Regions from separate parts of the Mus musculus genome. Here regions 1 and 2 are each linked to region 3. The links are chromatin contacts, called in public HiCAR-type and promoter capture Hi-C maps. All regions are on one chromosome and are shown on one strand. The core of a region is the stretch at or near the end of the contact, and the rest is flanking DNA. Distances in the headings are between cores, read along the strand shown.

Evidence for each region. HiCAR-type assays count read pairs that join an accessible place to other places. Capture Hi-C pulls out chosen DNA fragments and counts their contacts.
Region 1: a contact with region 3 is called in a HiCAR-type map of astrocytes, with 5 times the contacts expected there. The contact joins the promoter of 6530411M01Rik here to the promoter of Agpat4 in region 3. A contact is called at or near these places in 2 of 39 promoter capture datasets (hippocampal neurons and liver), 1 of 115 datasets of contacts at active chromatin or transcription factors (astrocytes) and 1 of 9 other capture datasets (liver).
Region 2: a promoter capture Hi-C map of adipose tissue shows a contact between it and region 3, with 7 times the contacts expected there. The contact joins the promoter of 4930452A19Rik here to the promoter of Agpat4 in region 3. A contact is called at or near these places in 2 of 39 promoter capture datasets (cranial neural crest and hippocampal neurons) and 1 of 9 other capture datasets (adipose tissue).

The regions. Positions count from the first base shown.
Region 1 is chr17:9,166,466-9,171,232 of GRCm38.p6, reverse strand. It overlaps 6530411M01Rik (RIKEN cDNA 6530411M01 gene), which reads left to right and starts at 3,211. Exons shown (of 3, transcript NR_027881.1): 1 at 3,211-3,946. It overlaps Gm52287 (a long non-coding RNA gene), which reads right to left. Exons shown (of 2, transcript XR_003952250.1): 2 at 1,358-4,767.
Region 2 is chr17:9,774,348-9,778,923 of GRCm38.p6, reverse strand. It overlaps 4930452A19Rik (RIKEN cDNA 4930452A19 gene), which reads left to right and starts at 3,058. Exons shown (of 4, transcript NR_045433.1): 1 at 3,058-3,081; 2 at 3,838-4,045.
Region 3 is chr17:12,116,336-12,120,947 of GRCm38.p6, reverse strand. Agpat4 (1-acylglycerol-3-phosphate O-acyltransferase 4 (lysophosphatidic acid acyltransferase, delta)) reads right to left here and starts at 1,664. Exons shown (of 9, transcript NM_026644.2): 1 at 1,533-1,664.

The DNA of each region.
Region 1 (4,767 bases), core at 1,962-4,461, 3.0 Mb after region 3:
GTTCCATGCCTGCAGGGTCAGGAACAGAACCTGTTGTATATTCTCCGGAACATACACACACGCTCGCACATACATGCGTGCGCGCACGCACGCACACACACACACACACACACACACACACACACACACACACACACATCTTAGAAAAATAACCATAACGATGTATAGGAAACTTCTAGGTGAACAAAACACGTGTTCAGGGCTTTCTTGGTACGCAAACATATCACTGACATTCTAAGTCATACTAAAAGGTTTCTTCTCTAGGCTTGAAGCTCCCCCCACCCCACCCTACCCCACCCCAAAAAGCACTTGTAGATCAGCCACACAGAGCAAGCATAATAGACAGAAGGGGGAAGCTGGATCCAGGCAAGGTGTTTTGGCTTGCTAAACTTTTGCTATCATGCTCTTTGGTAGAGTTGATTTTCAAGCGCTATAATGAGGCCTCTGACAGCTGTTAGCAGCACAAGATTAAGAATCAGATGGGGTGAGGATTTTATTTATCTTGTTATTTGTGTCTTCGATACCATGGACAGGTTGCTTACACTCTTGGAATCTTGATGTTTTCATTGGTAATCTGGAAACCACGTCTTTTGACGAGGAATTGTGTGTGGGTTAGAGTCAGACTGCGTGATGCAATGTTTCCCCAGCGGGAGCTGCAGACAGTGGTGCTATGTATATTGTGTGCAAATGTATATGAACCTTGGAAAGAAAGCAAGCCCGTGATGCTCCCTGAATGGAAAGGGAGACTTGGAGGCTGATGGGGAGGTGAGCTGAGAGCAATGAAATCAGGAGGCTGGAAGAAGAGTTTAAGCAGCCCTTGTTAGATACCACCCATGCTCACTGTGCCTTGCCTAAGTCAGTCTAGATGGCTGTCACTCAGGGTGCACTGAATAGTGTTAAAACAGGAAGCCCCTTTCCTCAGGGCCCACAGCTTGTAATTTATTGGGAAGAACCTCTTTCTCACTGATAATGTCTCTGTAAATAGACACAGGAAATTTCCTATAAAAAGTCAGCCAGTCTCAATCACATTCCTCATCTATTGCCTCCCACTTCATTGCTTAATACAGGCGTAGGGAGGGCTGTCTCAACTACTCGGTTACAGCCAGGCATAGGCACACTTTTAAAATAGTCTATATGTCAAGTCAAGGGAGTGAATGACAGAGGAAACCTGGTCCATGTGTGCATTGGCGCAGAGCTGTGCATCTGGCTTTAAACCCCTTGCTTTGCACTAGGATCTGTTTGTCCATTAAAGGGGGATGACGAGGCACACACACCCAGCATATTCCACAGCAGACCACACTGGTGAAATGCGTTCAACATCTATTTAGGACAAACTGCGCCTTCTTCCACCGGATGGTAGCGTCCAAGCAAATCTTATTTCAATTTCATGCAATTCATTAATGCCACAGCAAAAGGCCATTAAGTATTTCCAGGACTCTTTAGACTGTTATACTTGGTTGAAGATTAATCTAAATATGGAATCTAAATTTAAACACGCAGAAGCATGCCTATCTCGTCTTTCTCGGGCGTCAATTTCCACGATTCCATTGACAATACTGCGTTTTTAAAAATATCTGCTCTTTTTTGGTGTGTTTTCTGATGCAAGCTCTTCAGAAAGCAGGAAAAAAAATAATAACGTAGGATCAAAGAGTCTTAAAAACCGGTAATAGAAATTCCATAGTGACTCTGCAGCACCATCTAGTGTCTCGGGAGGTTATGACACTCTTTCTGGCAAGGCAGATCTTCATTGATGCTCCCGGAATGCTGATGAGAAAAATCCCACCACCCCTTTCCATCTCGTCAATTAAACCCTAATTTAATTAAACCTGTACAAGGCCAACTGCCATCAATTTGTTAAATCCTATAATTTCCCAAACTCCTCTACTTTGAAAAATCATTAAACCATTAAAATACAGCTGGGAAGACCTGGAGAATCTCTGACTGCGGTTTTAAGGACAAAGTGAAATTTGGCTCTGGGCACTATCTCTAATCATATTATGTTAGAGGGTATTTCAAAATAGTTCTGGGGGTAAATTTTTATTAAATATGGGGAGATTGTGAATGGTCAACCAAGCAAGAGTTGTTTGTTTGTTTGTTTGTTGTTAGACAGGGTCTCATTTTGTACCTGGCTGACCCAGAACTCATTATGCAAACCAGGCTGGCCTTGAGCTCACAGACATCTTCCTGTCTCTGTTTCCCAGATGATGAAATTAAAGGCTTATGCTTCCTCATGCTAGGAACTAGTTGCAAAAAAAACACTTTCAACCAACATATTGTGTTTTGGTTGTGGGGTAATATAGACTAAGAAGCTCAAAGACGGGGGAAACACACATACCCCCTATTTTGTTCTGTGATTTCCCCCACGCCTTTAAACTTTATTTTTCTTTTTTATGTAAGCAGGATGTCCCATTCAGAGAATGGTGACCTCTGAATTAATGTCATAGATTTGTAGTAAAAGGGATAGATGCTAGTCATGTATGATTATAAATCAAAGATGTTGTTCTGGGGTCAGTGACACAGAGGGCACATAGGACCACTCTGATGAGGGAACGGAGTTTCACTGTGGTGGGAGCCCAGAGCTCTGCTGCCATCTGCTGGTCCAGCATGCATGACACATGTGATCCATCTTTCCTTAGAACTAGTCTCATTTTAGGTCACAGCTCACCTTGGGCATACACGAACCTGTCAGCCCTCTCTTTGTATTCTGATTCATCTTAGCTGCAGGCATCCCACAAACTGGCAGACACGCAGAGAAACATTGAGAGCACAGGTGGAGGGCGGGACGGACCTAGTGCCCTATTTAAACTGATGGATACATTTAAATGAAATATACACGAGTTAGGGAAGGATGTACCGAGCGAACCCGTGGTAAATTTCAGATCATTATTTGATGCCGCTACTTCGCCGTTTGTCTTCTTTGCCCTCGCGCGGTAAACCAATGTGCCCTTTGCAGTTTGACATGAATATGGTTTATTTTAGCTAAAAATCCAAGCCGGCCCTAGTCACTCTCGCTGTGAGCATTTTCAGGCTCTCCTTGCAATCCCAAGAGTACAGAAAATAAATTTGACACAATGTTTCTTTTGTCTTCCCCCACCCCCCACGCCTCTGGCCAATTGATTCGGAGCTCTGTTTCTGTCTTGCCACTGCTGCCTCCAGGTCGAGCTGAGATTTCCGTAGCTTGTTAAGCTAATTTGGGTGCTGAGCAAGGACAAGTCCAGAAAGCAGATTCACAAAGCAGAGACTCACAGAAGCGGGGCTGTTGTGCTATGCTGTTTAGAAGCTGGCAAACGTGCCCTGGATCCTCCTCAAAACATCCGGCTGAGACAATGCAGTTTCGGGCTCACAGCATTGTTCCTGGAGAGACCTGAAGATCCCTGGAGGCTCCGGAAGCCATGCAAGGAGCGACCCCAGGGGAGCTGTGGTTCCCAGGCCTCAGAGGTGAAAGACAGTGGCTTGCAAATGCAGCGCCTCAGAGGTGAAAGAGACAGTGGCTTGCAAATGCAGCAACAGCATCCCATGAGTGCAGGGGAGCGCTCTGGGTGGAGCAGAACAGTAAAGTTCATAAATTCAGCACGTCAGAGCAGCCTGTCTCCCCTATTTACTCTGCAAGTCCGTGACATCGCGAGCGCTCGCTACTTTACTTTGTCTTAATGCTGGCGCGTTAACCTCTGAACGGTGACTTTCCAGCCACTAGCCTGGAGGCTGTAAGGTGCTTCTGTGCCTATTTTTAGCCTCTTTTCCGCGAAGAAAAGAGAAAATAATAATGTCTCGTTCCGGGGATCCTTCTCAAGCATGCACAGGATCCAGGAGGCAACAGTAACATCCCTAAGGAGCCAGTCTCAGAAGCAGGTGTGGGGCGCCCTCTCTCTGTTATCAGAGAGGGTGCCGGAAAGCAGCTGGGCCACAGCGGGGCACTGGGCAGGATCGCTACGAGGAATTCAATAAGGTTGGCTGCAGAGTTTCAGAGAGCAAAGTGGGGGAGGGGAACTCTGAGTGTGCTGTGCCTGTTCCCTTTGGGCTCCTCTGCCCACTGTGCTGTCTCAGAGGGACAAAATCAAGCACAAAAGAGCCCTAGAAATGTGTCATGTGGGCCACACCCCCAAACCCCCGACCCCGTTCATTTCTGAACAGAATTATCAGAGCAGATGACCTTTTTCTAAAATGGTGCTTCTGAAATGAGTCTATCCTTTGTTTTGTTATCAGAATCATACGATGTGAAATTAGAGAAATGTGTGAACGCAAAAGGATTCTAGATGAAACCCACCCAGAGCAGTATTTTCTGTATTTTGCATTTTTCACGTAAACTCCTTGATTATGTACATATACATGTATGAGGAATGTTGATGCATGGGCTGTGTCTATATTTTTTCATAAAGCATCTCACATATTACCTTTAAATGGCTGCCATTTCTTATGGAGTAGTGTGCATGTGTGAATGTGTATGTGTAGATAATATTTAGATATAAGGATAATAAGTTTATCTATATTTTAATATTGGTCTATATTCATATTTTTCTGGGCTCCGTTCTCAGCAGTAGAAATGATAGCACCTGTATTAATACCATAATGGTTAATATGTGTATGTGTATATGAATATATATACACATACTTACATGTGTGTATATATGTATATAGATGTGTGTGTTCTGTATGTGTGAGTGTGTTGTATATGTATAATCAAAATGCTTTCACAAAATGAATGGAGTAAGCATGGTGATACAAGCCTCGTGGTAATTCCAGGACTCACCCAGTTAAGAGAAGTGAATG
Region 2 (4,576 bases), core at 1,809-4,308, 2.3 Mb after region 3:
GGAACCAGGTGAAAGACCCAGCTGAAAATGACTCTGAGGAGTTAATTCGGGAAGAGCAGGGTCACAGCCTGTGGTGATTCCACAGAAGAGTAGAGGGGGAGGGAGATGTCATCTGGCATAGTATCCATTGAAGAAAGTGGCTGATGTAGAGGACACTGGAGAGACATACAGAGGACACTACCTGCCAGCAGGAGGTTCTTCAGCCCAAAGTATGACAAGGCAGGGGCAGGGAAAGCAGAATTGTCTATGTAGTGTGTATTAAGTGAACTACAGCATGCTATATGTGGGTTTCTGGAGGGGCCTAAAGACCTTCCACAAGGGCCTCTGCTCCATGACTCTCGATCTTTGTGCTAGTTCCACTGCTATGATAAAACCTTGATAACGTGTGATCAAAAGAATGACGTTCTAACCTCGGGTGCATGTTTTAACAGATGTACACTTAATTACCGGGGGTTTGGGAAGAGAGGCTCACCTGTAAAGTGCTTGCCTTGCAAGCGTAAAGACATAGTTGGATCCCAAGAATCCTTGCAAAAATCCAGGCATAGCAGTACATGTTTATAATTCTAGTGCTAGAAAGGAGGACTGACAGATCTTTGGGGCTTACAGGCTAGGCTAACTAGCCTAGACTAGTTGATGGCATCTAAACTAATGAGAGGGATGTTATCTAGAAAGAAAAGCTATGCAACACCTGGACACATGAGAAATGGGAGAGAGGGGTTGTCCTCTGAGTTCTATCAGCATACACACACACACACACACACACACACACTAGATAGAGAGGAACAGGAGAGGGAAGGATGGGGACTAAGGGGAGAGGAGGAAGATATGCAACTGAATACACAGGTATAGGTGAAGTAGCAATATACACAACCATGGGGCCCTGAATTCAACCCTAGCAGCCATGTAAAAAACTGGCTGTGTGAAGGATGATTCTAATCTTAGCAATGGAGAGGTAGAAAATGGCCTATCCCTGGGGCTTACTGACCATCCTCTGTAACTGGACTAAGTCCCACTGAGCTATCTTGTCTTGAAGAACAACGTAGGTAGCTCTTGAAAATACTGTAGGTCTGCCTCTGGCTTCCACACGAACATGCATACACACGCACCTAAACATGCATCAACATGTATGAATACACACGTTGAATACACATATGCCAAGAGATGGGGAGGAAGAAAGTAAAATTATTTCAACATCTAGAAGGGAGGGAAAGGATTGAGCCCCATCAGAGGGCATTGCATGAAGATTGCAGCTGATGTACAAGTTCAATAGGAGAGGCATTAGATTACACAGTATTCTAAGATGGACACTTCCCATCTCCACATCTCCCTGCTTCAGACCTGCCTACAAGCTGGTGCCCCCTCAGAACACCAGCTGCCTCCTTTTTTTCTTTCCAATAATTTCCAGTTAGTGGCACCTCCAGACAGACTGTTGACTTCTGGAACATTTTATTCTGTGCATTTAGTATTTGAACCTTTCAAGGACACAGAGTCTCATATGTCTGGGCCACCCTTTGGAGACAGGATGCTTTCTCCACAGCTGATTAGCTATTTGGGAAGGAAGGAAGGAAAGGGTCACTGCCTGTGGCCAAAGATTCAGGAGGTAGATCAGGTGGCAGATGACATCAAGAAGGTGCCTGCAAAGCAGACTGGAACATGTGGTTCAGGGAATGCAGAGTGGACAGTCTGACTTTTCACCTAACAGCTCTGGCTTGGAAGGAATCAATAGTGATTCAAGTTGCTTTACCCAACTCTTGAGGAATGTAGGGGAGGCGTACTAGAAATGACATGTTTCTGATCTTTTGGAAGGTTTAAAGTAAGACTGTGTCCCCTGAGGGAGAAAATCCTGGGATTTCTGATGTCACCGTCTTTGTAGCGTTAGTGGCAATGGATGAGGAGACACAGCAGACACCTTTGGAACTGGTTTCTGCAGCCAGGTTACAGTAGAGCTGGCATTCTGGACATCCGAGCACACATGGTAGTATTCTCTCTTCGCAGAGATGAAAGCCCCTTTAAAGCTCTCCTCTCTCCTTCCCTTCTGAGGATAGGGCGGAGTTCTGATGGAGCTGCCTCTAAATGTTGGGATTGGATGCAGTTTTGCAAGTAGGACCCTAGTTCCTGTGGCAACTTCTTTACTCTTCTGTTGTCCGTTGGCTCATCCATCTCTTGTGCTGCCTCAAGCAGAGGTCTGGACTGTTTTGAAGCTTTGAAAGTGAAAGAGTACACTTTGCTCCTCAAAGGCTTCTGCTGTGTCTCACTTGCGGGTCCCGTCATTTTTTTTTTTTTTTTTTTTTTTTTTTTTTTTTATCCCTCATTTGCTTCAGTCTTTTCTCATCCAGCATGGACACCGAGCAGGGCCAAACTGGCTCTGTTCCCTTCTCATTCTTGCCCTTGCTTTCAAGCCTCTTTTACTTTTTATGCCAAAAAGAAAGAAAAGAGAAAAGAAGACCGTGTAGGAGGCTGGCATTGCCATGGCAACAACACTGATGGGGGCCTTTGGATTTGAGCTGCACTTGCAGGGAAGTACTGGCCTCAAAGAAGCTAAAAGGAAGAGGAAGCGGGGAGGGCAGGAGGGAGGGAAGAAGGGAGGGAGGGAGAAAGAGATGGAGGGAGGGAGGGAGAGAGGTAGGGAGGGAGGGAGGGAGGGAGAGAGAGAGAGAGAGAGAGAGAGAGAGAGAGAGAGAGAGAGAGAGAGAGGAAAAGAAAAGGAGAGAAAGTCAGACAACAACGGAGGAAGTGGGTAGCAAGTAAGGGTGGCCTAGCAAAACCCTAGATGCATTTGCGGTGACATCACTGCCTTTCCCACAGAGACCATTGACACCGGACGAAGCGTCCATTCAAGTCCCCAAAGCCACTCTCCAGGTCTGGTGGGGGAGCCCCCACTCTCACCCTGAATGCTTTTTTTGTTGGGGAACAGTGGAGCGTTTCTGAAAACTTGCATAAATGACTGAGGAATTCCCTGCCCTTGCCAGGAAGTCCAAGCCACTTGTGAGCTAACAATACGGAACTTTATCTCCTGTCCTATGCTGGAAGTTCCAGCTGTAGGCTCCGAATTCTAATAAGGGCTTTACTCATGCCGCTGAGGTTAGGGTAATATTTTATCCATCTCCTCTTTTCACTGAGACGCAGTCATTGCTGCTGTTGAGAGCCAGAGGCAAGTCCTGAGGACTGAGGTGGATTGGGGTACTAGTGGGGAGGGTGGATCATGGAGCAACTAAGAGGAAGGAAGTCAGAAAATGGTTTTTCTATTATTAGCTTGATGGGCCCACTTGCTGCTTGTGGGACTCTACACTGACAGGGTGAAGAGAAAAAGTTCACAGTGACTAAGGACCCCTGAACTAGAAATATTACTTTAGGACAGGGTCCACTTTTGGAAGAGTGCTCAGTTGTCTCCACATTCGCAAAAAGCGCAGAGGCAAAGACAGATGGCATGCCCAGCATTAGAATGCCTGCGCCTGCTCTGTTAGCTTCCGTCTCTGTGTCTGTAGGAAAATGCCTGTTTATTGTTTAGTGCTTTCCTGTTCCAGATTTGCCAATTCAGCTTTGAAAAGAAGGCTGGCTTTGGGCTAAGTAGGTGTTAAATCCCTGCCATGTAAGTTCTTAGAATATCCCCTGAAAGAGCCAGTAGGTTGGGTCAAGTATGTCCCCAGGGAAGCCCGGAAAGATGTTTTCTAGTAGCTGGATAAAGTGGTGACATTTTAAAGAATGCACAACATGGCAGGTGTTTATTGTCACAAACCCTGTTTCAGTTAATTTTCAAGGGACTCCCCAGGGATGTCTATTCCCAGCCCCTTTGAATATGGCTGCGTCCTGGTGCTCACACTTCTGCCTTTGTTAAAGTCTGACCTCAGGTCTTCCAGGAGCTTAGATCCTGCTGCACAGAACATGAAAGATGGACCCGTCAAGGAGAAGAGAGGAATCTTCTGGGGAGTATGGGGGAGCAGAGCATGTGACCCCTGTGCAGCTGCTTCCTCTTAGAGTTTTCACCCATGAATCACACATTCAACTTCCCGGAAGACGCAGGACGGCCCGACCTACAGAGCAGTATGTAAGAAGAGAAGTAACCAGATTCTACCTGCACTCTTGCCAACCCTAGAAGTTGCTAGGTTCAGGGCTAGGGTCTGCTGGGAAGGCTCAGGAAGACAGGATGGCATGGACAAGGCCATCTCCCCAGAAGCCCTTCTTTCCTGCTGTTTGGAACACTGGCCTCAGGGAAGGGATTGAGACTTGAACACCATTGGGGGCTGTGGCCTCTGAGATGCTACTTTCTCATGTTGTGGATAGTATGAATAAGGGGATCTGGTGCCCACCAGGGGCATGCCAGAGAGGAAAGAAAGAAACAGGAGCAATGGAGATGAGAGTAGGGTGTGTACCAATATGTCTCTCCCACCTTGAGAACCACTAAGAAAACCACCCAGAGGACAACAGATGGATAGAAAACTACATTTTAAGCAGGAACCTTGCCCCGTTGAGGAAGGAGAATAGAAAACACAAATTGTGCTCTGCGAGCCCATCTGGAGAAAACAGAATACTGGAATTAGCACATAGAAACTGATAAAGTGAAAAGAAGCTACGAGGG
Region 3 (4,612 bases), core at 415-2,914:
TTGGGCTTTAATAACCTGAAAGTAACCTGAGGCCTTTTAAATTCTTACCACAGATAATCTCAGTAATACAGGACTCTATATTGGTACCAATAAGGAAGGAATTCTGGTACTGGGCATGCACATTAGAAGAGGGTCCATTATCAGGCTTGCTTCAGAGGTACTGAATATAAGCAGCACCCAAAACCACTAATGGGCCTGCCTTCTAAGCAATGAATTATTTGTATCAAGTTTTGTCCACCTCTGCTTATTACTGGGTAGGTGATAATTTCCTCTCGTGTCTTAGTTTTCTTCTGAAGGTTTGTTTTTTCCTCCCTACGTTGCACCAGAAGGATATCATACCTCTAACTTGGGAGTCTTAATTGTTTTTCTCAAAAGGAACCTTACCCACCCACCCCCGATATACAGAGACACACATGCACACATCCACACTACGTTTCCCTCCTCTTGAGATAACTTTTTCCCCCCAGTAGGAGATGCTGAGTGATAACTTCAGATGAGCAGATCCGTGCCAGGTTTGGAAAGACTAGAGGGTAAACACTGGGTAATCCAGGTGAGAGCACCACAGAACAATACCCTAGAGACCCAGCTGGGTAGTTAGCATTTCTTATGCTAACTGAACTTTGATTTGTGGCTAAATGAAGTTCAGAATAGAGCCAAGACTCGTTTTATACATGTTTAGACTTGTGGGTGAGCCTGAACAGCTGATAACATATTTACCAGTGTGAATTATCAGGTACTTTGCAACACTTTATTTCAATGCAGTATCCTCCTATAAAGAGTTAAATCCCCCTGCCCCTCTTAGTTTGTTCAATATCATGTCTTAAGAAATTAGTTAAGTTTCTAAAAGCTGCCCTTAATACTGGAAAGCTTCAAAAACATAAAAGAACTCCCTTTAAAAATCCCGACATATGATGGAGAACCCAGAAGCTTAAATTTAAGTAAATAAAGCGGTGATTACAAATGCCTGTTTCCTTGACAACTCCCCTCCCCCAGCCCTCCTGCGATAGGGAAAAACCAAAATGAAAACGAGAGGAGGGGGTATCTACAGAGTCACGTTGCGTTCCAGCGAGGCCCAGCCAGGCCAAGCCCAGGAAGGAAATACAAATAAATCAATTTAGATTGGGACTGTATTTTTGTGGAGTATATTTTTGTGGTTGTCATAGAAACACCAGAGACAGAAGAACGTGTTGCACGAAAAGAGAGCCCGTATATGTAACAGGAGCCATCGCTACACCTTCACGGTAGCCAAGAAAATGCTTCCACCCTGGGAGGGCTGCTCGCAGAGCCCCCAGAAAGCTCCTCACAATCTGGCACAAAGCAGTGGTCGCGGAGCCCCGGTGCTCCTCCCTCTGCCCCCACCCCCACCCCCGCATCATTCGCTCCAACCCCACCAGCATCCCGCTCCGAGCCTATCCCTTCCAAAGTACTAGGAAACCAGCCGAGCAGAGGGACCCCTGCCAGAGAAGGGCATCCGATCATCACACGCCACACCCCAGGAGAAGGTGCCTGGTAATCGTACCAACACCACCTACCTCGCTCCGGGCAGTTCTTTGCATTGGTGCTCACAAGCCAGAACTGCGAGGCAGGAGCCTGAGGTTCAGAAACTGCCTCTACTTTAGAGAAGCTGTAAGTCAGCCAACACTGGAAAGAAAAAGCGAGACTCCACCCAAAGGGGTGGACCCTTCGGGAAGGGAAAAAAAGGTGGTCCTCGGCTGACGTCTCTCCCCACCCATGTCACTTCCTTTTAAAGCTACGACTTAGCAGCTACTGGGAGGGAAGCTCGGACCCCGTGTAACATGAGTCACCCTCTCCTTCCAATGAGTGTAAAGAAGTGTCCAGCTCGGCCTCCTGTTGGAGCCAGATGGGGATTGGGATCGAGTAGTCACCCGCGTGGATAACAAAGCCATCCCAGTGGCCTGCCGCCACTCGCCCAGCTCAAGAGCCCTGTTGCATCCCCGTGCAAACAGCCTGAGAAACCTCGGCCTCCTGCCCTGGAAATTGCCCCCCCCCCCACGCCCCAAGTCCCCTGTGCCATTTCGTTTGGGGGTGGGGGTGGGGGGAAAACAGGATGAAAGCTGAAGCCCGCGCACTCTAGTGCCTTGCTCACCTCTCCTGGCCACCACTCCGCCAGCCCGGAAGCCCCTTCCAAGATCACGCCCAGCGTTCCCGAGACTAGGACCAACAGACCTAGGATGCCCGGAGCTCCTGTGGATGGATGCTCTCCTTCCAAAGCTGGGTGCCAGCGGGTGCCAGGACTGCCTACTCATGCTAGTGCGCACAAGCAGGCAACACACACATGCACATGACATTTACACTCTTGTTAAGTTAGCAAGGGTCTGAGCAGATTAACCGAACAGAGTCCTGAAACTTTAAGGGGGCGGGGGGGGGGCGGTGTTGGAAGTGCGCAAAGGCCAGGTCTGTGACATTCCTGGAAAGGTGAATTCAATCTCTGGGTGCCTAAAGTGCCCTTCAAATACGGGCTGTTCAAGACACTGTCGCAGATGTTTACATATTTACAGAAAGAATGCCCCGTGGTCGCTCTACTTTCTAGCGCGAGCAGTACTGAGAAGTTCCTCCTCCAGGCTGCAGAAGCACGGCAAATAGCTTGCCCTGCAGACAGGAGCCAAGAAGAAGGTACTCAAGAAGCAGGAAAAGGGTTTGGACTTTGACATCCTGAAGATCATCTAGAATGTGAGAGGAGCAAAGCCAAATGGAGTGAGGGTGGAGGGCATAAGGAAGAATCCAAACCGAAAGCCCATTTGTGGGGTGTAAAAATTAACTTGAACGGCTAGCAAGGGCTATAAAAGTTGTTAGTAAAGAGTTTCCTATAAGTACTGGAGAGATGAGGTGGCTCCGGGTTTAAGAGTGCTTACCGCTCTTGAATAAGTCAGGGTTCAGTTTCAGGCACCTGGCAGCTCACAATTGCCTTTAACTCTACGGAATCCATCACTCTCTGATGTTGGCCAGGGGCACCTGCATGAATGTGGTGCACATAAACTCACATAAGTACACACGCGCGCACGCATATACACACACACACACACACACACACACACACACACACATAACATAAATTACTCCGAATTTTTGTTCTTGGAATCCAATGTAATATTTAAGTTCTTGTTCTTGTTAACTCTAGCTTCTAGAACATTCAATCCCCTCTGGCCACATAGAGAAATGGTCTCAGCACCCCCTCTCCCCAGTAAAATTCTCTCTTATAACTTTTCAAGTTATATTTTGTGACTTTTTTTAAACATTGACCATACCATTTTATTTATTTTTTTTAAGATTTATTTATTTATTATATGTGAGTACACTGTAGCTGTCTTCCACACTCCAGAAGAGGGCATCAGATTTCATTAGAGATGGTTGTGAGCCACCATGTGGTTGCTGGGATTTGAACTCAGGACCTTTGGAAGAGTAGCCAGTGCTCTTAACCGCTGAGCCATCTCACCAGCCCATATTTTGTGATTTTATTGTTGACGGGAATCAATGAGTTTTCCAAAAATACTTTCCAGATAGTTAATTTTTTTTTCATAGTGGCATTTTGGGTGGAAATTTAATTTTAGAATTTGAGACTTGTTGCTGGATGTTGTGGAACATGCCTGGAGTCTCAGCGCTCAGAAGGCAGAGACAGGTGGATGGATCTCTGAGTTTCAGACCAGCCTGATCTACAGAGCTAGTTCCAGGACAGCCAGGATTGTACAGAAAAACCATCTCAAAAAACAAACAAACTAGTTCCAGGACAGCCAGGATTATACAGAAAAACCATCTCAAAAAACAAACAAACAAACAAACAAACAAACAAACAAACAATAACAATAATATCTGAGTCTTCCATAAATTTACATTACACTGATTATAGTTACAGTGAGTGATTTTGGTAAAAACAGCAGGAAATTAAAAATTTGACAATTGCAGCTCTTGCCCCAAGCTCAATATTTAATGTTTTTATTTCATTATTACGATTCAATTCTGATCCTTACTATTGCTAAGGCCTTGTCTGTTAGCCAATATTGCTAAGAGCTCATGATCTTAGAAACCTATCTGAGGGATGGGAAGGTATTGGTGGGTTGAATTCTAGGCGTTTTATTTAAGAGTCGCAATTAGACTCTGCCTCCTGTGTCTATATTCACAGAGGGTTATAAACATTTCTGTCATAATCTAACAGTTCAGCTCAGCAAATATCTCTTGGGAATCCAAGCCACAAAAACAAATGGGGTAGCACTCAATCTCAGAAGGGAAAGAGACGTGTAAACAATCGTGATACTGCATGGACACAAGGTCTCCAGTGGATAGGGGCTCCACCTTGGTCAAAGAACAGGCAAAGGGAAGAGGGCGGAGTGGTCAGCAGAGTCTCTTCCTTCATTTCAGACTCTAAGGGGGATGGGGCGCTATTTCCATCATGACAGCAAGAATTATTGCAAAGAAGACAATTCAGGCTGACAATCCCTAACCTAAAAATCCTAAAGTTTCCAAAATCCAGAACAACTAGAGCTTTTGTGTGACACCTCCCTCTTGTACGCGGTCACTATCAAAGTGCAGACATGCTAATTATTCAATGGTGTATAACATTAACTTTCAGTTCCTTTATAATGTATATATAAAATAA